Regions from separate parts of the Danio rerio genome. Here regions 1 and 3 are each linked to region 2. Evidence: chromatin contacts called from public HiCAR-type data. All regions are on one chromosome and are shown on one strand. Each heading gives the region's core, a stretch centred on a gene start, on an enhancer-like site or on the middle of the called end of the contact. The rest is flanking DNA. Distances are from core to core; before and after follow the strand shown.

What was found. HiCAR-type assays count read pairs that join an accessible place to other places.
Region 1: a contact with region 2 is called in a HiCAR-type map of caudal fin, with 4 times the contacts expected there. The contact joins the promoter of LOC110439932 here to the promoter of trip6 in region 2. A contact is called at or near these places in 3 of 18 Hi-C or Micro-C datasets (caudal fin, hematopoietic stem cells and an unstated tissue) and 1 of 4 datasets of contacts at active chromatin or transcription factors (caudal fin).
Region 3: a HiCAR-type map of caudal fin shows a contact between it and region 2, with 2.8 times the contacts expected there. The contact joins the promoter of acadvl here to the promoter of trip6 in region 2. A contact is called at or near these places in 1 of 18 Hi-C or Micro-C datasets (caudal fin) and 1 of 4 datasets of contacts at active chromatin or transcription factors (caudal fin).

The regions. Positions count from the first base shown.
Region 1 is chr7:20,218,039-20,221,404 of GRCz12tu, reverse strand. LOC110439932 reads left to right here and starts at 1,961. Exons shown (of 3, transcript XM_021477767.3): 1 at 1,961-2,013; 2 at 2,110-2,168; 3 at 2,329-3,366. The coding sequence starts at 1,991. It overlaps si:ch73-335l21.4, which reads left to right. Exons shown (of 2, transcript NM_001386727.1): 1 at 1-126; 2 at 445-1,091. The coding sequence ends at 506.
Region 2 is chr7:20,034,179-20,037,787 of GRCz12tu, reverse strand. trip6 (thyroid hormone receptor interactor 6) reads left to right here and starts at 1,688. Exons shown (of 15, transcript XM_073908313.1): 1 at 1,688-1,746. acap1 (ArfGAP with coiled-coil, ankyrin repeat and PH domains 1) reads left to right here. Exons shown (of 24, transcript NM_001080579.1): 24 at 303-1,020. The coding sequence ends at 397. It overlaps slc16a13 (solute carrier family 16 member 13), which reads right to left. Exons shown (of 6, transcript XM_001920215.8): 6 at 3,461-3,609.
Region 3 is chr7:20,278,027-20,281,482 of GRCz12tu, reverse strand. acadvl (acyl-CoA dehydrogenase very long chain) reads right to left here and starts at 1,998. Exons shown (of 21, transcript NM_212611.1): 1 at 1,832-1,998; 2 at 1,561-1,713; 3 at 939-1,008. The coding sequence starts at 1,631. LOC141375342 (a long non-coding RNA gene) reads left to right here. Exons shown (of 2, transcript XR_012383237.1): 2 at 1-1,927.

The DNA.
Region 1 (3,366 bases), core at 712-3,211, 180 kb before region 2:
CTTCTCCAGCCGGAGTTCCCTGTCTAGCCAGAGAGGACGTTTCCCCACCACCACGAACCCGAAAGGGACACCTGGTGAAGTGCTTAAAAAAAGTGTGGAAAAAAGTTGTCGGAGACGGGAACATAAGTGAGTATTTCACCTCGATAACCTGCTATAGGTGTCTTTTAATGTGCTTAAGGGTATATCTCACACAAAAATGAAAATCATTTACTCAGCCTCCTTCACTTGTGCCAAAATATTTTGTATTTCTTTCTTGAACATATTTAAAAGAAGGCTGAAAACCTGTAAACATTAATGACTTCCAATGGCTACAGGTTTTCAGCGTTTATCAAAATATACTTTTATCGTTTAGCAGGTGAATTTTTGGGTTAACTTGTCAATTTAGTACTTGAATTGAGTGCATCAAGAACTAATTGTCATGTGTTTTTGTTTTGTTTTTTTCAGATTGTACTATAAGTGATGCAGACTTGAGGGACCTGGCGGTTATGTCCTGCTACATGATGTGAATGACAATTTCAAGTTGCTGACCGACTCTAGTGCTGTCCTCAGACACTCATTACTGCACATTCCCAATTCACCTCTGAAAGGGAAGCTGTGGACCGCATGTTTGCACAATGTATAGTGGGACTGTCAGTGCCTTTCGGGCACATGAGGGCTGTTTGTAGCTGGGTGTGACTCGTCACCATAACAGACATGTGAGGTTGTTGCAAAACAACCCATAAACACAGCAACAGCACATGTTAAAATCATTTTTGGCTGAAATGAACCACACTGCCAGTAGACGTGTTTGTGGTGCTCTTTTTGCTGTTACAAAATCCTGGAACACATTCCCAATGACTTTTCTGTCTTGAAATGTAAAATATTCTAATTCATTGTTATGAAATGTTGTATTTATTGTATCTTTTAATTTGTTTAATTAAGGAGTTTTTCAGTATTACATTTGTATCAAATGATTGTGCCTAAATTATGTGTCATTTTTAAACTCGTTTCATGATCACAAATGATTTTTTAATATTAGATTTTTATAAAGTTAAAATATTGAATTACTGTATAATGCTACATTTGTACCAAATAAATATTTTTAAACTACATATACAAGTTTACCGTGTGTGTGTATAAATAATTTTATATTAGTTACTTAATTCATTCATTTTCTTTTCGACTGAGTCTCTTTATTTATCTGGGGTCACCACAGCGGAATAAACCATCAACTTATCCAACACGTTTTACACCGCAAATGTCCAGCTGCAACTCAACACCCATACACTCTTTCATTCACACACATACACTACGGCCAATTTAGCTTTTTCAATTCACCTGTACCGCATGTCTTTGTCAAGTGAAACAGGAGCAACCCACGCAAACACGAGGAGAACATGCAAACTACACACAGAAATGCCAACTGATCCAGCATGGGCTTGAATCAGCGACCTTCATGCTGTGAGGCAATTGTGCTACCCACTGCGCTACCATGATGCCTTATTTAATTATAAATAGTTATATATTTTACTCCACATGCCGATAAATGTAAAAGTGATATCCTGTTCCCATGAATCTAAACACTCTTGTTTGGTTGTCAGGTTCTCATACACCTCTATAAACCGAACACATGCTCGTGCATAAACTCCATTTTCTTGTAGTAAAAAACAGGGTCTGGTACACAAAAACAACCATAGTATATATTTGAAATATTATTGCACATAAAGTGCATTTTCAAAAGTTTACCATCTCCATAAGCGGTTTTTGTCATGTAAATGAACAGCTGTTAAAAAGTGCTCATTTTTATTTGACGCTGTGCAAATGTACACAACTGAAATCAATAAAAATAAGCATATGGGCAATTCTGCATGCACTTAGCTCTAAATGCATTCAGGTGGGCCTCATTATGATGAACAAAGTTGATCAACAATGTCAGTGTTTCAGGTAAGGCCACATTAATAGGGTCATTTTGAGCAGGTGTGACAAAAACTTGCACTATAGAGCTTTAAACATGTCTCATCATTGCTTTCTGAGGTAAGCATTTACATTCCATTTCAGTGTAACAGTTTATAGAGGTTTGGTTCTGTTGTTATGTAAGTAAAATCTTAAAATGAACCTGTTTTTATACAGATTGCTGTTGGTTTGTTTGACTCACTCTGTTGTTGGGTGTTTTCCTGGACTGTCTTTTGGTAAGATGTGGTTACAAGTATTATTGGAATAATTTGTTGCGTCAAATCAAGTATTTTTGTGTAAAGTATGAACTAAAGTGTCAAATTAAAACTGATAGGAATATTTATTTTATAATATTGATAACTAAATGTATTGTTGGTTTATTGCCAATCCATTTAGGAGACATCGCTGGAAATGAACCAAAGATCAAATTGCAAGCACTGGAAGTTTTCAACATTGCTGATTCTTCCATCCAAAAGCCAATAAAAGGCACTCTACTAAACAATTTAGTACAGTTTAACAGCAAATATCAGTGGCCCAGAGTCAACTCAGCCCCATACAGTCAGAAAAGCGATGGCAATGCCAAAAACCCAAGCTTTAGACTTACTGAACCAAAAGATCCTGCATATGTTATGAATTACCAAAATAAGATCTTGTCCAGCAGCAGAAATAATCCTGTTGATTTGTCTAGCGTCAAATATAATAAAGGACATGATGCCAAAACAAGCTATGCTTTCCAAACAGTCCAACAGGAACTCAATCCCTTCACAGGGAGCCAATGGAGCTCTAGTGATACAAATCTGGGCTTAAGGCTGGTGAAGATAGAAGGTCCGGTGGACAGAATGCATGCAGGAAATGTGTATAGATCTGAGACATTTGGATATCAGCCTATTTCTAAATCAGAAATGCATTCAGGCAGTCAACAACCATTACGACTCAATGAACCCTATTTGAGGGAAGATATCTCCGTCCAACCAGCACATGCTGAAAGAATCTCATCTAATTACATGTCCAGAAGCTCCAATGCAAACCATAATATGAGGTTCAAAAGTGATGCAAATGCCATGTTTGATCAATCCAATCAAAATGGGCCGAGGAGGGTCATGCCAATTATAGAAGATTTATCTTTTCTAGAAGCAAATCAACAAGTGCACAAATCATCGCCACATGTTTTTTCTGCTGGGACTGCAGCCCTTTCTCAAACTTCCCTGGGGAATGTGAGAGATTCATCTCTTTCTAAGATTCCCACAGTTCCAAGACTAATACCTTTAGTTGCAAAAAGGCCAAATTCAAATAGAGGTGACCTAATCTTTCCTTTAAAAAAACTTGTGATGTTTTCCTCTGAGCCTGATCAGATGAAGCATTCAGATTCTAGAAGGGTCACCATTCCACAAGCAAATCCACAAAACAGCTTAGAGTATGGAAATACGAAGTCTT
Region 2 (3,609 bases), core at 439-2,938:
TGAAACAGTTGTACAATACAGATGAATTCTGACCCTTTTAGGCTTCCATACATTTGCCTTGCATCCTTTCCATTTCTAATCAAAATGTCCTAAAACTCTGCTCTCAAATTAAAAGTAGCTCAGGTAAAAAAAAGCAAACATGTCTCTTAAATTTCTCCATTTTGTGTTTACCCTCTCTATGATTGTAATGCGTCATATGTGTTTTGGCGGGAAGATTGGTCTGCAGACTTATGCTTGGTTTTCCCTTGACAACCTTCAACTAATAATCCCTTTACCTCTTTCTCCATGATTTCGTTCTGCAGGTGATGACACCTATCACGATATCTTCAGGGATTTCTCCCAAATGGCCTCCAACAACCCGGAGAAGCTGAAGCGCCGTAGTGCCGATATGAAATAAAGCGGCTGAGCAGCAGATGTCAGTGTTTCATCAATACACACACACACACACACACGTAGGCTCCAGCAGACCCAATGAAGTTCCCACATTCCACAGTAAACACCTCTTATGAAACGCTGCTTCATTTGGTTTATCTGGCCTACATGAGCGTGGGTCTAAATATCTGGGTTTTAGCATATTTATCCCAGCTTAGGCTTAGTTTAGGTCAGTTATTTTTTCAGGCACAGTCGTTATTAGGCTACTTCGCTTTGACCTTCATCATTTGAGTAAGTTTACACATCAGAAGCGATGAAAGCAACAAGTGGAGCAAAGCTAAGAAAAATGGTGGAGTATGTTTTTAATTTAAACAGCATTGAAATTAACCTTATTCAAATGATTTGATGCGCATCTTTTCATTCACCATATTGTGAGCCACAGTGTTATTGCAACTTGAATGTAAATGTTCCTTTGGGTGAGAGAGCCCTGTCTGCTTGGGTCTCCAGTATAATTTTATTTCAGTTTTTTTCTTTATATAAGACCAAAATATGTTTGAAATTGGTTAATTGGTGTATTTTGTACGCCACATTGTTAATTGAAATACCATGAAATGGTATAATATGTAACTAAATAAATGATTCATATAATAAATGACTCACTTGTATTTTTAAGCTATGCCACTGGTCAACTAGGACAACAAGGATTTTGCAATGACTTATATGAATGCTAAACCATTCAAATGTTTAGTGTAGTCAGGGTTCCCACACATTCATGAACATCAGATTCAATTTTTAGATCAAGATCCTGTAATTCACACAACTAGCATGTGCACCACCATAAAACTCATTCATGTACTTATTTACATTAAAAAAATGTCATATTAATGATGTTTTGAATGTCACTTAAAAATGTTGACCATTTTAAACAATCATGTTCAAAGGAATTTATTGAAATTTGTTGAATGCAATACTAGTAATATTTAAATGGGTTTCTGAAATATTGATAAAAAGAGCTTTATTTCATTGTTTTTTTTTTACAAGACTTAAATGTAATGTTTTTAAATAAAAAAATTCTATTTTTTTTGTTCAGTTTTTGACAGCAGCACAGTACATTTGTTGAATTAACACCATAAACTTTAAATTGAAGTCCTTTCAAGAACCCATGTTTGTTTTAAAGGTGGCCTATTATGAAAATCTGTGTTTCTAGTGAGACAATAATGAAAATTTTCGTCCCTTAGTTATTTGTAAGCGTGCTTTTCACCTACTACGTTTCTGGGACTTTTATTTTAAAAACATGCGGCAGTTTATTTACTGTGCGTTACTGGGCAACAACAGCACGAGGCACGTTAAAAACTGGCCTCAGGGACGCAAAAGGCAAGATTTACAGATTATACATTTTTCATTTCCACTCCAAAGAGCCATATGGTATGTTTTGTTACATCTTTTGGTAATTTATCATGATTATTGTGAAATTTAATGCGTTTGTTTCAACAGACACTGTAGACTGGTGAATCGTGTCAAATCACTCAGCTCAACTGTCATCTGTTTCGGCTGTGTTTTCTTTGAATATAGCTTAAAAATACAACAAGATACATCTCTATCACTCTCTGTTAGCAAGTTTTATTATTAGTTAGCTTTTATCCAGAGCAAAACAGGTTAACTTTACTCTGATTGGGTTTATAACGGTCCGTGTTCAGCGTACATCCTGCTGAGCGTTTGCTAAGTCAGAGCTGAGCTCAATAATATTCACGACACGAGCCATATATGGTCAATCATGGGCCTTCTGATTCTCTGGACATTTTTTGAGTAATTAATTAGCTTATTAAACCGCTTCTGTATATTTTTTGAGCTTACCGAAGCCTTTAACCTACTATGTAGATATCAGAAAACAATTTAGCTTTTTAAACCCATGCAGTATTCATTCATTCATTCATTTTTTTGTTGGCTTAGTCCCTTTATTAATCTGGGGTCGCCACAGTGGAATGAACCACCAACTTATCCAGCACGTTTTTACGCAGCGGATGCCCTTCCAGCCACAACATACAAAATGTCGGCCTGACAAATATCTCAATTAAGACAGGTATCTCAAACTGTCAACAAATTGTAATTTTAGCGCAGCCTCTTTAAGCAGACGTATGTCACTCGCTCGTACACGTGTAGAATCTACAGCTAACAGAGAGACGTCATCTGGCAAACTCTGCATCAACCTGAACTTCTTTCTGAAAGACCAACGTGGCCTTGTATGAATGAAAAGAAAGAATGTTTCTGAAAGGGCTTCTGCCAAAAATGCAGAATCAAAACTTTTCTAAACCCTGAATTAATATCGGAATTACTTTTGTACGCTGGAGGGAAATGACGTTATGCAGTTCAAAACAATGATCTGAAGGGTGACACCACGGATGTATTTCTTTAAGACGAGTATGTTTTAAAACTATTTTAGCCACGCAAAACTTATGTAGACTGTCTATATGTCACAGTTTGTAGACTGTGTTGTTGTTTATGAATGAGTTTATATGCATGGAAGTGTTTCTGTTTTTAGCACTCCTTTTATCTGATCTAATTTTTATGTAGTCTAATAACAAAACAAGTAAATAGTGCTCTTCCACCTAACTAGCCTTGCTGAGGTGAAGTTTGATTTTGATTCTTGAGGACTGTCAATAACTATGCTTAATAAAGAGCTAGTCTCCATAGAGTTTTCTAATTGGTGAATGACATGGTCTAGTGTGATATCTAACTGGTGCGCGTTCATGACTTAATGAAGTCATGGCTTTGGATGGCAGGGGAGGGAGGTAAAATTTCTAAGCTATCATGCTAATGCTAGCATTCTGGCAGATCACCTACTGCACCTTTAACTGTTAGAAAATGACAGTAGAGCTACTATTTTGAAAATAAATCAAATAACCACAAAATTTTTAAACTTTCTATACATCGAGAAAAAGTAACACAAAGATTTTTAACACTGACAATGTTTCAGATTGTTGACATCATCACAGACTAATCTCTGAGGAATTCCATTGGAGACTAAAGAGGAAGAAGCTGAAAATACAAAAGCCCCCTATCTCAAAAATAAAAGACAAGACAAAAAATAAAGTGTAGAAAACAGACATAGCATTTTTATTGACGACATTAAAACATTGTTCCAATAAAACCCAGCTGTCTTGTTATGTGCTTTCCTGGAAAAATAAAGCGTAACAGGCACATGATGTTGGCTGGTACTGTGCTAAAAGGTGAAACTAC
Region 3 (3,456 bases), core at 749-3,248, 240 kb before region 2:
ATCATCCTTCATGTTCAGTTGTGGCCTGTATTTATTTTTAAATGTACGCGAGTGCTGTAAAGGTGTCAGAAAGATTAACCTGGTGCTATAAAATCAATGTACTGTGTCTTTAATAAAACAATATCATCCCAGGGGTCGAATTGAATGGCTGATGGCTTTTTATTTGCATGTTTTTAATATAACTAGTAACTACTATTTTTTACTGCAGTAGGTTATGGATAAAATATGGTCTTTATAATAGTTTAATAAAATAAATTAGATTTTTGGAAATCACCAAGTGACCTCCATGTCATTGTCTCCCTACCTCAACTTTGAGGACCACTGACTTAGGTCACTAGTTTATTGAAAGTACATGCAATCTAAAGAACGAGGAAGGTTTCACATTTGGTGTGGACTTCTTAAGTTATTCTGACTGGGTTCAAGGACAGTGTGACAAAGTGACAGACAATTTCCATGGCATCACAAAAAGCCAAAAAAAAAAAAAAATGGCAGCCAAGTAGAGCAAAGAGCAATGACAAGGATCACATAACCTTCCCTGATAAGCCCTCACTCACACAAACAAAACAAATAATGTCTTCTTACAAAACAAACTGATACTGAATCAATCCTAAATAACTATATATGTCTCTTCCATCTCCAATTATAATTTCTAACACGTAGACTTGCTGTAGTTAAACCATAATATTTACGTGACACACAAGACCGCATGGTAAAACACAGACTGCCAAGCCTGTGTGTCATGTGAACTGGATGTGAACTTTACTCCAGATTTATATTATTGGGTGTCTCAGAACAAGCACCTGTTTTTTCCATGGGACCTTATTGGATTGGCCAGAGTAGTTCACAAAGTATGTAAGTGATATAACCACTTACAAAACAACGTTACAAAAAGTAATTATAAATACATAATAATAATGACATGAAGCCAAGAGTCTCACCTCTGCAGTTTGGCTCGCATAAAGACGAACATTCTGAACTCCCACAAGTGCTCCAGATTGCCGCTGTGCCCTGATAATTTGATCAAGCATAATCATAATTATTACATAATGACAGACAAATGTATTTTTAATTACCTTTAAGCATACATCACATGATGTATAAATGTATTTTCATGTTTTAGCTTTGCTATCCTTATATATGAGATTCAATATAATTTTATAAACATTTATCAATAATCAGCTTGTTTTCATTTGTTTATATGAAGCTAGCTGATATTATTTATATATTTTACAATTACTTAACAGGCTATGTAGTATATATAAACAGTAGTCAACATTTGAAGTGAATCGAAACATTTTCAAATTGACAAACAGAAATGAGTGTTGTTCAATAGGACTAGAAGAATTTCGATGAAAGGTTTTGATCCACTTCAAATGTTGACAACTGTATACATTATAAATTACCTACTTTATTTGACAGTCAACCTCAAATTTAAGTTAGTTGGCGTGTATATCCGATAATTTCCCCCCCCTCACTTAACGAAAACAGATAGTGATAATATTTTTAGTAACGTTAAACACAATAAGCTTTCTCGAGCTGAATGAAAACAGTGAGTCTCACCCAGTAATAGCCGGCTGCAGACGGAGGACGGAGCTGCAGATCGCAGGACTCGTAACTTTACGCAACAGCATTATTATGATGACGAGCAGGCCGAGATTCTTCTTTCTTGCCGAACGTTGTTTATCTCCGTTCAACCGGAAGTGTGGAACTTGCCTATGGATCGAATACGAATTAAAAAGTCAAGAAACGTTGATAAATAAAAGGACAACAACGTCCAGCAAGAGGTGAATGGGTTCTGGTCAAGACTGAGCGCCCTACAATGCAGCAGAACCTGTTTTATTTCGTCCTTGAGTGACTTTTCTCTTTTAGATTGTGGCTCTTCCCACCGCAGACCAGGACCCTCCTCCTGTGCACAATTGTGGCGACACACGAACACTTCTGATACAAAAGACTGAAATGAAATGGCAGTCAAAATATGAAAAGTCCTGTGATACGACGTTCCCTGAGTCACCGCGCTGCTTACCGACTACCGGAAGTACAGATCTTTTACGTTAGCACTGAAGGAAGAGTCATGTAACACCACTGATCTCAGATCAGCTTTTAAAGACACTTCGGGACAGGCGCTACAATACCGCCACATTTTGATTGGTTGAGCCTTACGTCTGTCATAGGATGTCTGTAGCTGTTGCTTAGCAACCATTCCACTATCAGTAATCTTGAAGATATTCTTGCATAGAAAAAAAACTAAAGAAGATATTTAGAAAAATGTTGAAAACGGGTAATCATTGATTTGCATAGTATAGGAAAAGCAAATACTATAAAAGTCAATGGTTACCACTGTTCAATATTTTTCTAAAATATCTTGTTTAGTTTTTGCTATACAAGTCAATAGTTCTCAGCTTTCTTCAAAATACATTCTTAAATTATATTAAGTATACAGTCAGAATGATTTGCCTCCTGTATAGTTTTTATATAGAGCTTAAAATAGCACACAGATGATGTTCTCTAGCTCCCTGAAACAGACCTTTTAAGGCTTAGATCCTAATTATGGTGACTGTCGCTTTAAATTTAAATGAGATTGTGCTCTTTTCAGAAGAGGGCGGAGCTACAAATGTCTATGTGTCAGCGTAGTGGCAAATGACAGAAATTACTGTGTATGTGTGTGTGTTTGTGTGTGAGACTGTGTGTTGTGTGATTCATACCCATAGGAGAATGAGCGGAAAGCCTTGAGTTCCACCAATGAGCTTCAGTATTCTAAAGTCTTTGTATCAGTTCAGTTCACAAAGAAATTTATTAGTTTTGTTTTGTTATGTGAACCCTTACTACATATTAAAAAATAACCGTTTGATTTATGAACATTTATTATAACATTGAAGGGGTTAACTAACACACCCATGGTATACATTCACAGAAAAAATGACTTCACCAGTCTTGTTTATTATTAAGGCAAAAAATATTGTAATTTTTATAAATTAGCAGATAAATACATACAGATTAAATATTGCCCGATTATTATTTGATGTATTTTTTTTTTTTTTTTTTGGTGGAGTTGCAACGATGAGTCACACACAATGTCGTTACAAAGTTCACGTACACACACACACACAGATACTAAGCAATTGTGACAGGATACACATTAATATTCACTCCTGTATGGATATCTGCTATGTTAATGTACAAAAAAACATTTTTTATTGCCACAAACCGGGACTGAAGCGTTTTCTTTTGTAACTGTGGTGACATGCGGCTGTGGTGATGAAGACAGTAAAATCACTGTAATTCATTAGAAACGTGCACGGTTTTAAAAAACGTTTTTAACATGTAAAACTCATTCTTGATCACATTTGATGATGATTTATGATCACAGCAAGCTGAACAGATCTTTTAATTCCAGTTGCTTTGCACACGTCCTGTCTTGTTGATATGAATATTCGTGTTACTATAGCCCCTTTCACA